Linked DNA regions of Hordeum vulgare: region 1 is linked to region 2. The links are chromatin contacts, called in public Hi-C maps. All regions are on one chromosome and are shown on one strand. Each heading gives the region's core, a stretch centred on a gene start, on an enhancer-like site or on the middle of the called end of the contact. The rest is flanking DNA. Distances are from core to core; before and after follow the strand shown.

Evidence for each region. Hi-C and Micro-C count contacts between places; a contact is called where the count stands out from the background.
Region 1: a contact with region 2 is called in a Hi-C map of seedling, with 2.6 times the contacts expected there. The contact joins two enhancer-like sites. A contact is called at or near these places in 3 of 6 Hi-C or Micro-C datasets (leaf and seedling).

The regions. Positions count from the first base shown.
Region 1 is chr2H:139,774,795-139,781,674 of MorexV3_pseudomolecules_assembly, reverse strand. It overlaps LOC123425565, which reads left to right. Exons shown (of 16, transcript XM_045109255.1): 11 at 93-189; 12 at 741-834; 13 at 1,445-1,517; 14 at 2,403-2,576; 15 at 4,023-4,145; 16 at 4,487-4,898. The coding sequence ends at 4,648. Among protein-coding and RNA genes, the nearest start is that of LOC123425565, 9.6 kb to the left of the region's middle. Within about 2 kb of position 5,379, at least 3 of the 3 cell types and tissues checked have open chromatin away from gene starts, as enhancers often do. A contact at or near this core is called in seedling, where this site is marked.
Region 2 is chr2H:139,134,926-139,141,941 of MorexV3_pseudomolecules_assembly, reverse strand. No RefSeq gene overlaps it. Among protein-coding and RNA genes, the nearest start is that of LOC123429799, 41 kb to the left of the region's middle. Within about 2 kb of position 1,816, at least 2 of the 3 cell types and tissues checked have open chromatin away from gene starts, as enhancers often do. A contact at or near this core is called in seedling, where this site is marked.

The DNA of each region.
Region 1 (6,880 bases), core at 4,130-6,629, 640 kb before region 2:
TCAAACCACATCAACTCATGTATATGGCCCACCTGTTCTTCTCATCCAGAGAGATAGATATGATCATCTTACAATTGTTCTTATTTTTTCAGCCATTGAATATGGAGCAGTACGAAGTGATCTGCAACATCTCTAATGAGTTAAGGACATACACACCTGATGTGCGTATTTTAACAACTTATTATGCTGGTCAGTATACTTCCATACTTGGACTCATATATGACAAAACATAAAGCACTTCTCATTATGTACACTTGTTTAAAAAACACTACTTATTTGGATGTGAAATGAGTATGCATGTATTTGTGCTGAGAAATCATTGTACTGTGGTGGATATATAGCCTAAGTTACTTAATCAGCTTAACGAATGTTGGAAGTTTGTGGCAAAATGAATCAAACATGGGGTTGAATAATTACAATTCTTTTGGGTTCCATCTTGAAGTTTGAGATGTTCCAAGTTCCAACTAGTTTTCACTCTGTTGAGATTTGATGTACCATAGAATTATTTATTTGTTTATTTATTTATTGCTAAGCTACTATGATTGCTTTGTATATGTTTTCTTAAATGAACATCTGATTACTTGCTTGCGACTCATGAGGTAAAATACTTCTGTTACCCAGCCTGGTATTACGTTTTCTGGACATTTGGATAATGTTTATATGGAAGCTGGCACTTGGGAAGCCTTAAGTTTCTTTAGCATATATGTCATTTCTTCTTACAGTTTGAATGACTAATATAGGTCCAAGTGGTTCTGAACTGGCTCCTTCTACGTTTGAGGCTTTTGCGAAAGTTCCAAATGTTCTACGTCCGCATACACAAATCTTTTGCACTAGGTATGCATTGTTCGGCACCTGTGTGTTTATTCTGGATTGCTAGGTTGCAAAAACTGGAACATCTGATGTCATACTGATTTGGCATGATATGGACCTGCTTTTCCAGCTATATGGATATGAAACAATGTCTATTTCAGTTTCCTGTAGCATCTATACTAATGCAACAATAAGTGAAAATAATTGATTCACGACGTTTTGGTTCTGAACACAAAACGTGTAAGTTTGAGAACATTAAAGTGTTACTCTGCTATCTACATCTTGAATTTTCTTTTCATACCAATCCCGAGCCTGTGCTGTTTGTAGAGTGCACAGGGTTTAGATAATTAGTGGTAGTTCTGTTAACAAAAGTAGACCAAACAATATGAAAGTATCAATTCCCTGTTTGAGATAAATTTTGTGCTGACATGGGATTGACAATTTGATGAAACTGAGAGCTCTTGTACATGTTGAGGATGTGTGAAATATGTGATAGTTAGGCTAGTAAAAGTATTGGTGGCTTGGTGCGAACTAATGAAAGTGTCATGCACTGTTCAATTTTGGACTTGTTAACAAAATGCATATCTAGCAGGACTAAAGAACCATTTCCATCACTGATTTTTTTTGTATACAGTGAATGGGTTCTTGGCACAAGAGAGGACTTAGTGAAGGATATTATTGCCGAACTACGACCTGACCTTGGTGAAGTAATTACAGATTCTGTCTTTCTACTTAGTTTTGATTTATGCCATTTTCCTTATGCAGTTTCTTTGCGGCCAGCAGGATGATCCTTACATTATCTTAAAAACACATTGTTTTTACTGCTTTGATTTTCTACTTCAAATTCTAGGAAGTGTGGTCCATGCTTAAAGGGTCTCATGAAGTTACAGCGTTATTTTCCGACTAACTTTGTTCTGATCAATTGGTATATTTCATCAGAACTATAATTAAAGTTGTTGGGTGACAGTATGCCAGCTTGTGTGGGTTTATGAAAATATGACATGTACATTCCTTAACATTTTCTTTTACGAGCAGTGTTTCTATGGACAATGTTAGCCCAGTAACTGCATTTGCATGCATTCCTGTGTACCATCCTTCTGCTATTCTTAGTTTCTCGTTCATTAATTTATCTGATGCTATAGATACAATGTCTGTAAGTCTACTTCAGTGTCGGCACTGGTGGTGCTCTGAGGCCAAAAAATGAAATAGCCCCTCAAATAATGTGGGTTCTTTTGTCAAATTCCTCTCTTTTCAATGATGCAGTGAAGAATTTCGTGTGTGTTGCCAATGCAGTCAGAGGTTCAGACCTTTCTATACAAGTTTAATGATATGGTTGAGTACTATTGGCATCTGTATTTTAGGTTGTTCGATCACCAATCGGCCAAGCCTACTGTTTTAACTATGAACCATCTCAAGTTTCCTGGTCAACCTCCTTAGAAAAACTGTCCTGGACAATGACATTTTATATGGCTTTCTCATATAGAGTGGTTTTATTATTTATGAAATTTTCTGTCAGGTATGCACATATGATGCTCTCTGGTTTCTTGAGTTTCTGTCTCGTATCTTGATGAAACCATCTTAATCGTATCTAGGAGTGGTGGACATATGTTTGTATGGGCCCTTCTGATCCTCAACCAAATTGGCACCTTGGGATGCGCGGAACCCAGCATCGGGCAGTGATGTGGAGAGCATGGAAGGAGGGTGGCACAGGATTTCTCTACTGGGGTACCAACTGCTACGAGAAGGCTATGATTCCAAGTGCAGAGGTACGCTATACATTGGAAAACCTCTTGATACAATGAGGTGACATTAATCTGAAGGGCGTGATCATTTTCTATATAAATAATTTGTGTGAAAGTTGCCTGTTAGTTTTGTTCCGGTAACATGTGGGGTGCAAGTTTGAAATATCTCCTGGTTCAAGTACCAAACCCTTGTTCAAGCACCAAATTGACAAAAAATTCCAAGTATTTTTTGGAGGTTGTTCCTAAGGGCTTGTACAACGCCCGGCGCTTAGCACGGGCGCCAGGATCAGATTCCTGGTTGTTTGGGCAGTTACCACTGGAATCACAACGATATGTGTAGCATCGGCGCGAGACCGTGCACCGAGCACTTCATTGTTTTTCTTCTCAGGCGAAGCCCCCTGGTAGTTCAATTTAACCATGTAATTAGGGCCTGCCGTTGTAAGGTAGGGCACTTAGGCACTTTTTTAATTTTGTAATATTAATTCTTTTCACTGTTAGCATCTTCACAAGCGTTTACCGTTGTAGATGCCCTAATACATCAAACATCTCTTAAAAAGTTCTAGTAGATTCATTTTGTGTTGGAAGAATTGAAAAGGAGATATGCTGGTATGTTATAAGTTTTAAAATAATGTTTGTGTTGCATTATAAGCAAGAAAACATGATTTATGATACTTGCTTGCTCATGGAAGTTTCAAGTTCACATTCATATTTTGTTGCTAGACATGGAGGTAGTTGGCCTGCATGAAATATGATTGTTGTTTTATGTTCCCATCTATGAACTTGATTGGGAATAGTTCAAATTTATTGTATTTGGTGCTCATATTATAAAAAAGCTACGGTATTTTTGAGAAATATTACCTGCACATGGGTTTGGATGTTGAACTCCTATGCATACAAGATGCTTGCTGTTGTGTAACAAGTATAAATGTGTAGAAAGTGAGAAGATAGTTTTCTTACTAAAGTAAGACTATAGAGGTATAATGAAGATGTATCTAGTAACTCTTATTTTAGCGTATATATGGATGATATTTATAGGTTTGAGATTGTCTTATGTTCTATTACCTCCTTTTCGGTTTACTAGGCATGTGCGTATCCCTAAATCTATAATTTGACCAACATAAGATTAGTTGTATAGTCTAAAGATTACACCACAAGGAGTATATGATTTGAAGTTTCTAATGATATACCGTTTGTGATATAACTTGTATTACGTTGATCTATTTGTCAACCTAGAGATACACGCAAGCCTAATAAAACCGGAAAGGAGGTAGTATGTTTAATCTTAAACTGCACTTTCAGCATTTGTATTGTTATACGATTTAGTGCTTTAATATACCATTTCCTGTTAATTCAGGTATCTGACATCATTATTCTGACTTCAATGTTTATTTTGCATTTCAGATATAGACTGTGTTTTTGTTTACTTGGTATATTATGTTTGCTCTTATTCTCAAACATGTGTGGTTGCAGATCTGTTTCCGACGCGGCCTTCCTCCAGGCGACGGGGTTCTGTTTTACCCTGGTGAGGTGTTTTCTTCGTCGAAGGAACCAGTTGCATCCCTCAGGCTTGAACGCATTCTCAGTGGCATGCAGGTGATGCTTTTTTTTTTTTGAAAATGCTACTCCCTCCGTTCACTGTTATAAGATGTTTTAACCTTTTTTGATTCTGATGTATATAGATGCATTTTAGTGTGCTTGTTCACTCATTTCAGTCCGTATGTAGTTCATATTGAAATATCCAAAACATCTTATATTTGTGAAGGGAGTGAGTAGTTCATTTTTGTCCTATTTCACGAGTTCACCTTACCTTTTGTTTTCCAAGGGTACAACTTTTGGCTAGATTGGTTACAATAATCAAATGAATTCTTCGAGATTTCCACTTTAAACAGAAACTTACTCCTAGCTAACACTTGTTTCTCGATTTTGTAACGCAGGACATTGAATACTTGAACCTTTACTCCTCAAAGTACGGCAGGGAGGAGGCCTTGGCCCTCCTGGAGAAGACCGGCGCGTATCTTGGCCCGGATCGCTATGCACATGATCATGGGCCAGTCGACGTGATGCGCGGTGAGGTATACCGCACCTGCAGTTCTTAGGGCAGCCATGGGTACCTGTCATTGTCGTTCTTTTCTTCCATTGCAGCACATCTGTTGTTGTACATGGCTTGTTATACACTGTATTAGCCAACTGATGAAATACAGCACTTTTGATCAAACTCGTCAATGCTAATAGTAGTTGTAGATACTTGTACTAAATCAACGACAATTGATATGGATTCTGAGGGAGCAGTACAATATGGTAGCGTGGGCATCCGAGCCTTGTACATATACGGGCGCTCTTTCTGAATCGTGTCTGTTTTTCTGTTTGTGCTGCGCCCGCCATGATGAATCGCTTGCTGTCGAGAGTTTTCAGTTGAACAGTACCTGAAGAGTGGGAGACAGAAACCATACCTGGAAAGAGTTTTTCGCCAAAAGAGCCCCAGGACACTTGAAGGGCCTAGTCAAATAAGGAATTGACTGGCCGACAACGCCAGGCTGCCTCCTTCACCACTGGTACGGACCCATATGTCTCAAACGAATCCCCTTGTAAAGAAAATCTATCCCAGCGAATATCTCGTCTGCCAGCTTTTGGCTACGCGCAGCCAGCGACACATCGAAAACCATTTAAAATGTTGTGGCCCAGGGCCACGACACGGGCAGATGGGCCCCAGCCCAGCTGTTCTCTTATCCGGGCCCTTAACTCGCTCCGGCTTCTTCCTGCTCTACCCTACCCTCCTCTTTTTTCTTTTCCTGCGAGTTGCCCTACCTTCCTCCAAGTTGTACGGACATAGTGCGTGCTGCCTACACGCAACAGCATCATGGGCCACACACACGGGCACGGCAGGCACCCCTCTGGAGCTCGATGTGCATTTTATTATTTGCCAGAAAAATCCGTGGCATCGGTTCTGATTTCATCAAGTGACACAATGCCACAATGGTGCCCTGTCCCTCTCCAGTCTGGTAGCCCCATCACCTTGGCCCCCGGCGGCCAGAGCCCTTCCAGGATCTGGCCAATAGTATACGTTGTTTGTGTCATCCTTTATTATCGCACAAGATTAACCTTGTTGGGGAGGGGAGGTTGGGCGGGTCCGCACAAGTGGACAGTCATTATCTCAGATCCATCATCATTCCAAAGGATCCCCGGCATCTCCCTTGTCAATTAGCTCTTGCCTTGATCCGCACCGCCCGCACAAAGTTTAGTTTAATTGAAAAGCTTCTTCTCTCACTGCTTATGTGCTCGCCACTTGGCCGATCTACTCCAGCTGTTAGTACTTCCTTCGTCACAGTTTATAAAGCATGCACGTGTACCTATGTCGTTAATTTAAGTTAAACTAAACTTTAGATGTTCTATTTTTTAATAATATAATTTTAAATGTTCTATTTTTTAATAATATAATTTTTATGTTAAACAATATATTTTATATAAGTTCAATTGACGACCTAGATATACGTACATGTCTTATAAACTGTGACGGAGGGAGTATTATGGGTCTACTCAGGTTTGATTATGTGACGTCTTCTCTTCTCTACTTTTGAGTCGTATCGTAACCTCCTCCTGCGTTATTGCACTAGGCTGACTGTAGCCGCGAGATTCTTCCACTGGCGACACCCGTGGTGCTGTTGCCATTGACCAGATGCATCACCATCAGCATCAGCACACCAGACAGCCGGTGCTATTGGTTCAAGGTATCTAGGCTGAATGAACACCGTCCGTTAGATTAGCAGAAGCAGCGGCCTAAGTACGGACGGGTAGCAGTTTACGCAGCACCGTCCTCTGTCATATCTTCATTTTGGAGCATTCCAGAAAGAACGAAACAACCCGAGAGGAAACGGCGCCGCCTGTCCAGTCTTGCGGCCGGCGCCGATGATCTTACGCGACTGCCGGTGGCTGCACGGCCATCCGATGCTTTTGTCTGATGATCTCATGGGGCAACGACCCGGCCGTTCTCTCGTCTTGGCAAGGACCTGCACCGCGGCTCGCTCGCTGTTGTGGTTGATCGCAGTTTCTGTTGAGAGTTTCGGTTACAGACGGTTGTCCTTGTCCGGCCTGCCTGACGTCGACGCCGATCCATGTGCAGTTTTGTGTTAGCTGCGACGCCGCTCACGCTCAGCTCGCCCGCGTATCTCCGGGCCGCACGAGATCGTGATGAACGAGAACGATCGGATCCTTGATGAGACTGAACCGGAAAGAGGTAACCGCACAAGGATGCTAAGGTGGAACCATGGAAGAAACACAATGAAGGAACTGTCAAGTGTCAAGTGTCAAGTGCTGTTCATGAGCAAGTGCAG
Region 2 (7,016 bases), core at 567-3,066:
CTGACTCGATGCGCGCCTTCTCATGTCCGCACCCGTTTACACGTGACGCCCAGTCAAAACCAACGTCGTCTTTATTAACGATGACCGTCCACCACGGATCCATGCGTTAGCGACCCACATGCGTCTTTTTTAATTCAAGCGTGGATGGGGGGGAGGGGGCTCATCCTCTTCCAGAAATCGCCCCCATCCCCATCTAGCCACCCACTGCTCCCCCGCCGGCGGCAAACCCTAGCAACCACCATGGGGTTCTTCTCCGGGAAAGAAATGGGCAAGTCCCCCGTCGTCCTTGTCGGCGCGTTCCCGTCCGCCTCACTAAAGAGTCAGCGTACCAGTGCACCAGGCGAGGTGGTACTGGGAACACCGCGTTCCCTCCCCTACCCCGTCGTTACGCTGCCGCACGACTGGCATTTGGATCAGGAGAGGATCCCAGTGCCAGCGGTGCCGCGATCGGTGCGGGCGCTTGCGGAGGAGGTGAGGCGCCGACGGGACCACCCGATGCCAGATCATCGACACAACCCCGTCTACGCTATAAACTCCCTTGACTGGGAGGCCTGGTTCGCATGGGAGTGCGAGGAGCAGCGCCGACGTGGCGTCCGTGACGTGGTGGCTGGAGCGCCGTCGCCCCTCGTCGTGCGCGAAGAAGACCAGGAGGCGGAGGCTGCGTACAAGAACGCGCTGGCGGCTGTCTTGCTTGCGAGCGAGGAAGAGGCGCGAGTGAAGGAGAAGGAGAAGGAGGCATGTCATAAGCAGCTGACGGGGGCCATTGCGCTCTTCGCTGCCGGCGACTGCATCGTGCCGCCGCAGGCCCCGCCTGCCCCTGTCGAGCTAGGGTCGCTGGTTCTCAGGCCTGAGCTGTACACCTGGAACGGGGTGGCGTGCGAGTGGGTCAGCGCACCACCCGTCTGGTTGAGTGCGACTCCAAAGCAGGAGGCGGCCTACCTAGAGCACTCACGGCAGTGGCGGTGTCAGAGGAGGACGCAGAGGCCCGACGGATCGAGTTGATGGAGCGTAGGCCGAAGCTAAGGAGGAGGAGCGACGTGCTGCCCAGCGAGCGACGATGCAATGACCGGCGGAGCACATCGTCGCTGACTCGGAGACGACCTTCCGCTGGACTGGCCCGACGCCGGTGCTAGTCGACCTCACGAGTCTGAATGACGGCGACGAGGAGGACATCTAGGACAGCGCGTCTTCTTGTTTTTGTTTATTTAATTTTATGTTTAATATAATGTAGGCTATCTTCTTAAATGTTTAATTGATGGTTTTAATATATTTCAAATGTTCACATATTTTTTTTGCGTCGTCTAAAAATGGATCGCTAGTCGTGTTGGATGCAAGCGCAGGCCAAGTTATAAAAACCAACACGGATGTCTGTTGGACCGATTCAAACGAACAAAATACAAACATAGCATATGTTCATTTGATTTAGCCGGTTGAAGTTGTTCTTATCCCTTTCAATTACGATCTATCTCATCTCCGTGACTGCAACATGAAACAGTTTTTCTCTTTCCTTTCGGACTAAGGAGCTCACACGTTCCAGAATCCATTTAGCAACCCAAAATAGATGGCCTTGTCAGCTGTCACCTCTCCTCATATTTTGTGTTCTGATGACACGTACACACGGTGGGTTTTCTAGTATTGTCCTGAACTCGTTTTTTTCCTTTGCCTAGCTTTTTTGGTTCTGGTTCAAAAAAGACATTGTATTTCCCTTATATCTATAACGGAAAGGAGAAAACCCCGGTTCGAAAAAAAGCTGCCACCTCTCCCCGTTCGTGTTGCATTTTGAGAATGGAGACGAGACCTGGCCGTAGCCTCCTTTTTTCCCCTATGAGCGAGAGAGAAGAACTGCCGCTCTTGTGCGAAGCGATGTCCAGCTTCGTACAGAACGGAGAAGCTGGCGACTTTAAATGGGCTGAACCATTTACGGGTTGCAGCGCCCCGATTTCGGGAACCTTCTAGAGATTTCAATCGGATTTTTTCGGTTTCGGCAAACTTTTAGAAGGATCCCTGTACAGGTTTTATTATTTTATTTTTTATTTATTCTTTTCTTTTCTATTTCTTTCCTAAAAATGTTCTTGATTTAAAAAAAAGTTCTATATTTTTGAAAATTTGTTCTCAGTTTCAAAATGTGTTATTAAGATTTAAATTTATTTTTAAGATTTAAAATGTTAGTGCTTTAAAAAGTTATTCACGCTTCCAAATTTTCCCTTTAAAAAAAATGTTCTCCATTTCAAAATTTTGTTCTTAAGATTCAAGAACTGTTTCTGCTTTCAAAAATTGTTCGCGTTTCTAAATTGGATCAGCAATTTCCAAAATTGTTCTCAGTTTCAATATTTGTTCTCAAGATTCAACAAATGTTCGTGCTTTAAATTTGTTTGGTTTTTTCAAAATTGTTCACGATTTCAAAATTTTGTTCTCAAGATTCATAAAATGTTCGTGCTTTCAAAAATTGTTTGCGCTTCCAAATTTGTTCAGGATTTTTCAAAATTGTTCTTGGTTTCAAAATTTGTTCTCAAGATTCAAAAACAAATCATGCTTTAAAAATCTGCTCCCTCTTTCAAATTTGTTCGGGGTTTTTTAAAAATTCTTCTCATTTTCAAAATTTTGTTCTCAAGATTCAAAAAATGTTCGTGCTTTGAAAACTTGTTCGTGCTTCCAAATTTGTTCCGGATTTTTCAAAATTGTTTTCGGTTTCAAAATTTGTTCTTAAGAAAATGGTCGTGCTTTAAAAATTTGTTCGCTCTTTCAAATTAGTTCGGGGTTTTAAAAAAATTATCCTTTTCTAAATTTTGTTCTCAATATTCAAAAAATATTCATGCTTTAAAAAATTGTTCGCGCTTCCAAATTTGTTTAGGATTTTTCAAAATTGTTCTCTGTTTCAAATTTGTTCTCAAGATTGAAAAAATGTTCGTTCTTTAAAAATTTGTTCACTTTTTCAAAATTTTGTTCTCAAGATTTAGAAAATATTCATGCTTTAAAAAATTCTTCACAACTTTGCGAAATTGTTTTTAGTTTCAAAATTTGTTGTCAAGATTCAAAAAATGCTTGTGCTTTAAATTTTTTCTTAAATTTCGAATGATCTTGCTTTTAAAAAAGTTCCAAATTTAATAATTTTATCATTTTTCAAACTTCCCTCATGAATTCAAAAAATGTTCTAGATTTTAAAAAAATTGTTCTTCAAATTAAAAAATAATTGTTTGCTTCAAATGCACAAGTAAAAGGAAAAACGCAGAAAAAAGGAAGGAAATAAGCAGAAATGAAAAAAAATGTTCATGGATTTCAAAAAATGATTGTTGTTTCAAAATTTGTTCAAATTTTCCAAAACATTCAGAATAAAAAATACATGGAATATGAGAATTCATTGTTATTTCCAAAAATATTCGGCATTGGATTGTTTTCCAAAATTTTCAAAAAAATCAAATATTTGTAAAAGTTCTATTAAACATGTCGCTTAGGTGGTATCTTAAAGGAATGTGATTTTATGACAAGTAGTACTCGCCTTGTCCGTTTTAGTGGCAGCGCCTCGTCCGTTTCAATGAGTTTTTTAAGTTGTGAAAGTGCTAATGGCTGGTCCGGGTCGCAGGACGTCTGTGCATGTGCGCGCTGTTGGACGTACAAAACGGTCAATACAAGTTCCTTCTCCCGCTTCTGGCCAACCCTTTTTTTCGAGTTATGGGTACTGACCAACCTTCGTCAGCTTGTGTGCCCACATATTTCCTTCGAGTTTTTTTGCGGGAATATTTCCTTTGAGTTGGAAGCCCTAAAGATTTGAACTAAGGATAGGTAGCCCTAGAATGAAAAATGACAGACCTACGAAACATCGGAGCAACTATCTCAGGAGCTCTCCTTCAAGAGCCTCTCAAGGGTCATTGTGAGACGTCGTCATTTTATGCATTTTCAGCCGTAGTCACGTATCGCGTTTTGAACGTTTCCTTCTAGAAAATAATCGCTCGTAATTTTGGGTTTACATGATTTTTTCTGGATACTTTTGGTGTTTCGGTTTTCCGCCTATCTTTCTTATATTTTGAATGAAAAAGATTTGATTCTTTTTGCACAGGAAAACACTTTTTTTCAAGAGGCACGGATTTTGTTTCCGCGAGAGGCCTCTTGAAAATGAAAAAATATGTTTTCCTTTTTTTCTTTCTCGAGAGACACGAATTTGCTTTCACGAGAGGCACGGTCATCCTCTCGAAAATAGAAAGAAACATGTTTTTCTTTCTTTCCTTTCTCGAAAGATACATTTTTTCTTCCGCTAGATGCATGGATTTCCTTTTACGAGAGGCACGGTCATGCTTAAATGAAAAAAAAACATGTTTATTTTTCTACATGAGCATTGTTTTTGCTTATGCAAGAGGTACGGATTTTTTTTCCGCGAGAAACACGGTCGTGCCTCTTGGAAACCAAGACAACACGTTTTATTTGCAAGAGACACGGTTTTGCATCCACGGAAGGCACGACCGCGCCTCTGGGAAATGAAAAAAGATGTTTTCTTTTTTTCCGTGAAAGACACGGTTTTGCTTTTCACGAATGACACTGATTTGTTTTCGCAAAAGCGCAGTTTTTTAAGACTTTTCTATCTATTTTTTGTTTAAAAAAGTTTAACAAAATGCATCAACATGAAATCTAGTTTTTAAAGATCTTAACGTGAGAAAACCTACGATAAAAATGGTTCACAATTTAGACGCATGGTTTAAAAAATAAAACATTTTAAATTAATGAATCTATAAAACAAGAAAAACTTCAGAATGTGACAACTAAAATCATACAATGCGTCATTTATCGCAACCTCAGAATGTGAAAGTAACTTTAAAAAAGTATTGCTCAATTAGTGATTTTGACCAAACATCTTTCACCCTAAAAGGCCTAAACAAACACCCTCGTGAATTTTATGGTGGGCCCATGGCCTCACTAATATCCAATTAAGCACTGCAAAATCATCTCGTAACCCCCCTCAACACAGCGCGACTCTAGCTTCCTTCACCGACGAAGTAACAGTGCACGCGCTAGCATGCCCGAGTGATCCTTACAAGTACAAATGCCCGTGCGTTGCACCGGGCGAAAAATAATAACATCAAAATCCATCACCGCACACACAATCTGCCTCATCCACTTAAATACGGTAACCCATCCGTCTCATAGTTATCCTTCTTTCTACCATTAGGTCGTTCACCTTGTCGCACATGTGTGAACATGGTCAATCTTGAGGCGATAAACTCACCCACCACAATGCCATTTAACCACACTGGCATAAGAGAACATTTATAACTTTAAAAACTAATCTTGCTGAGCTAGACCGTGAGGGCCGCCTTCCTTGAATTGCTTCCTAATGTTCGTGATTGTTACATACTAAAAAATTTCTCACAACCAATATTTATTAATTTGGTACAATTTATATAATATCAACCTTCAAATTTGGAGTACAGCAAATGAAAAGAAGATGAAACATAATTATTTGCAACAAAAATCTAAATTGTTAACAAATCACCTAATGATATACACATTTCCATCTATAGATCTTCAAAACATACTACTACAAAAAAAAAGCATAGGTTCATTACGAACAAACTGAGATTTATCAGCAAACCACTCGGGAGGGTAGTACAATTTGTTCACATTGACAAAGCATTGTCCTACTTGCTTTAGAGAATTAAGAATGATACTAATTTAAAAATTAGTTTTTACATCCATATCATACATCTATGTACGCAGATGAAGCTAATGGTAGTGATACAAATCAAAAAGTGGCTAATCAATCGGCATGACTATCGCCGTCAGGCATTTGTGCTAGTAAAGAGAGAAAAAAGAAAACTCAATTAGCTTACTCTAACATTGAAAACATTTGTTTTGTGTACGAACATTTTCTGAAATGCAAGAAAAGTTTTTGAATTCATGAGCATTTCTGACTCAACAAACATGTTATGGATTGCTTAAGTTTTTTTCTAAATTGGAGAACAAATTTTAAAATTTGTGTTTTTTTTACTTTTTTTGAACATTTTCAAAAATTTGATGGACACTTTTTGCAGATTCCCGAATATTTTTTGTGCACATATTCTGAAATGTATTTTCTGTACGAACATTTTTGCCTTTTTGTTTTGTGTATGAACATTTTGTGAAATGCATGGATTTTTTTTGAATTCATGAGCATTTTTTGACTCAACAAACATTTTTTGAATCGTTTAACTTTTTTAAAATGGGGGAACAAATTTTAAAATTTGTGTTTTTTTACTTTTTGTGAACATTTTGTAAAATTTAATGGACACTTTTTGCAGATTCCCGAATATGTTTTGAACAAATGATCATTTTTTTCAAAATCAAGAACATGATTTTCTTTCCCGACTATTTTTTTTCAAATTATGATTTTGTTTTGTAATTTGCAAACAGTTTACAAATACATCAATATATTTTGAATCCATGAAACTTCTATAATTTCCTTAAAAAATCAAAGTCTCATGCATTTTATAATTTCTCGAATGTTTCTTTAAAACTCATCATATTTGAAATTTGAAAACCCCAAATTAATATAAAGAAGGAAGAGAACAGAATAAGAAAAGAAAAAAAAAGAAAAAAAATGAGAAAAAGAGAACGGAATGTAGATCAACAGATGGGCCGGCCCGGCTCGTGAAGACACACACATAGGGGAAGGCGTTGTGTGAGAAAACGAAATCAATGTGCAAGATGTGGGGATCGAACCCTGGTCGCCTGGCTAAGAGTGCTACGCCTCAGCCACTACAGCGCTAGTCCATTGGTGATGCTATTGTAACATCTTCATAAAATAAAGGACTACGCGGCGACTTTTTTGGGGGGGAAAATGAAAGCGTTTTTCTTACTTATGGATGGCACAGTGCGTAATTTATGTCAACTTTGGGGTAATATTAATGACGGATGACAAAAGCACTAATTGCTTTATTAATACTAGCAAAAGGACCCGTGCGTTGCAACGGGAGAAAAACAATTGTAATCTCCAATGATGCTGATCATATTATGTCTTTAAAATTTTAGGACATTTCTTCAAATGCATG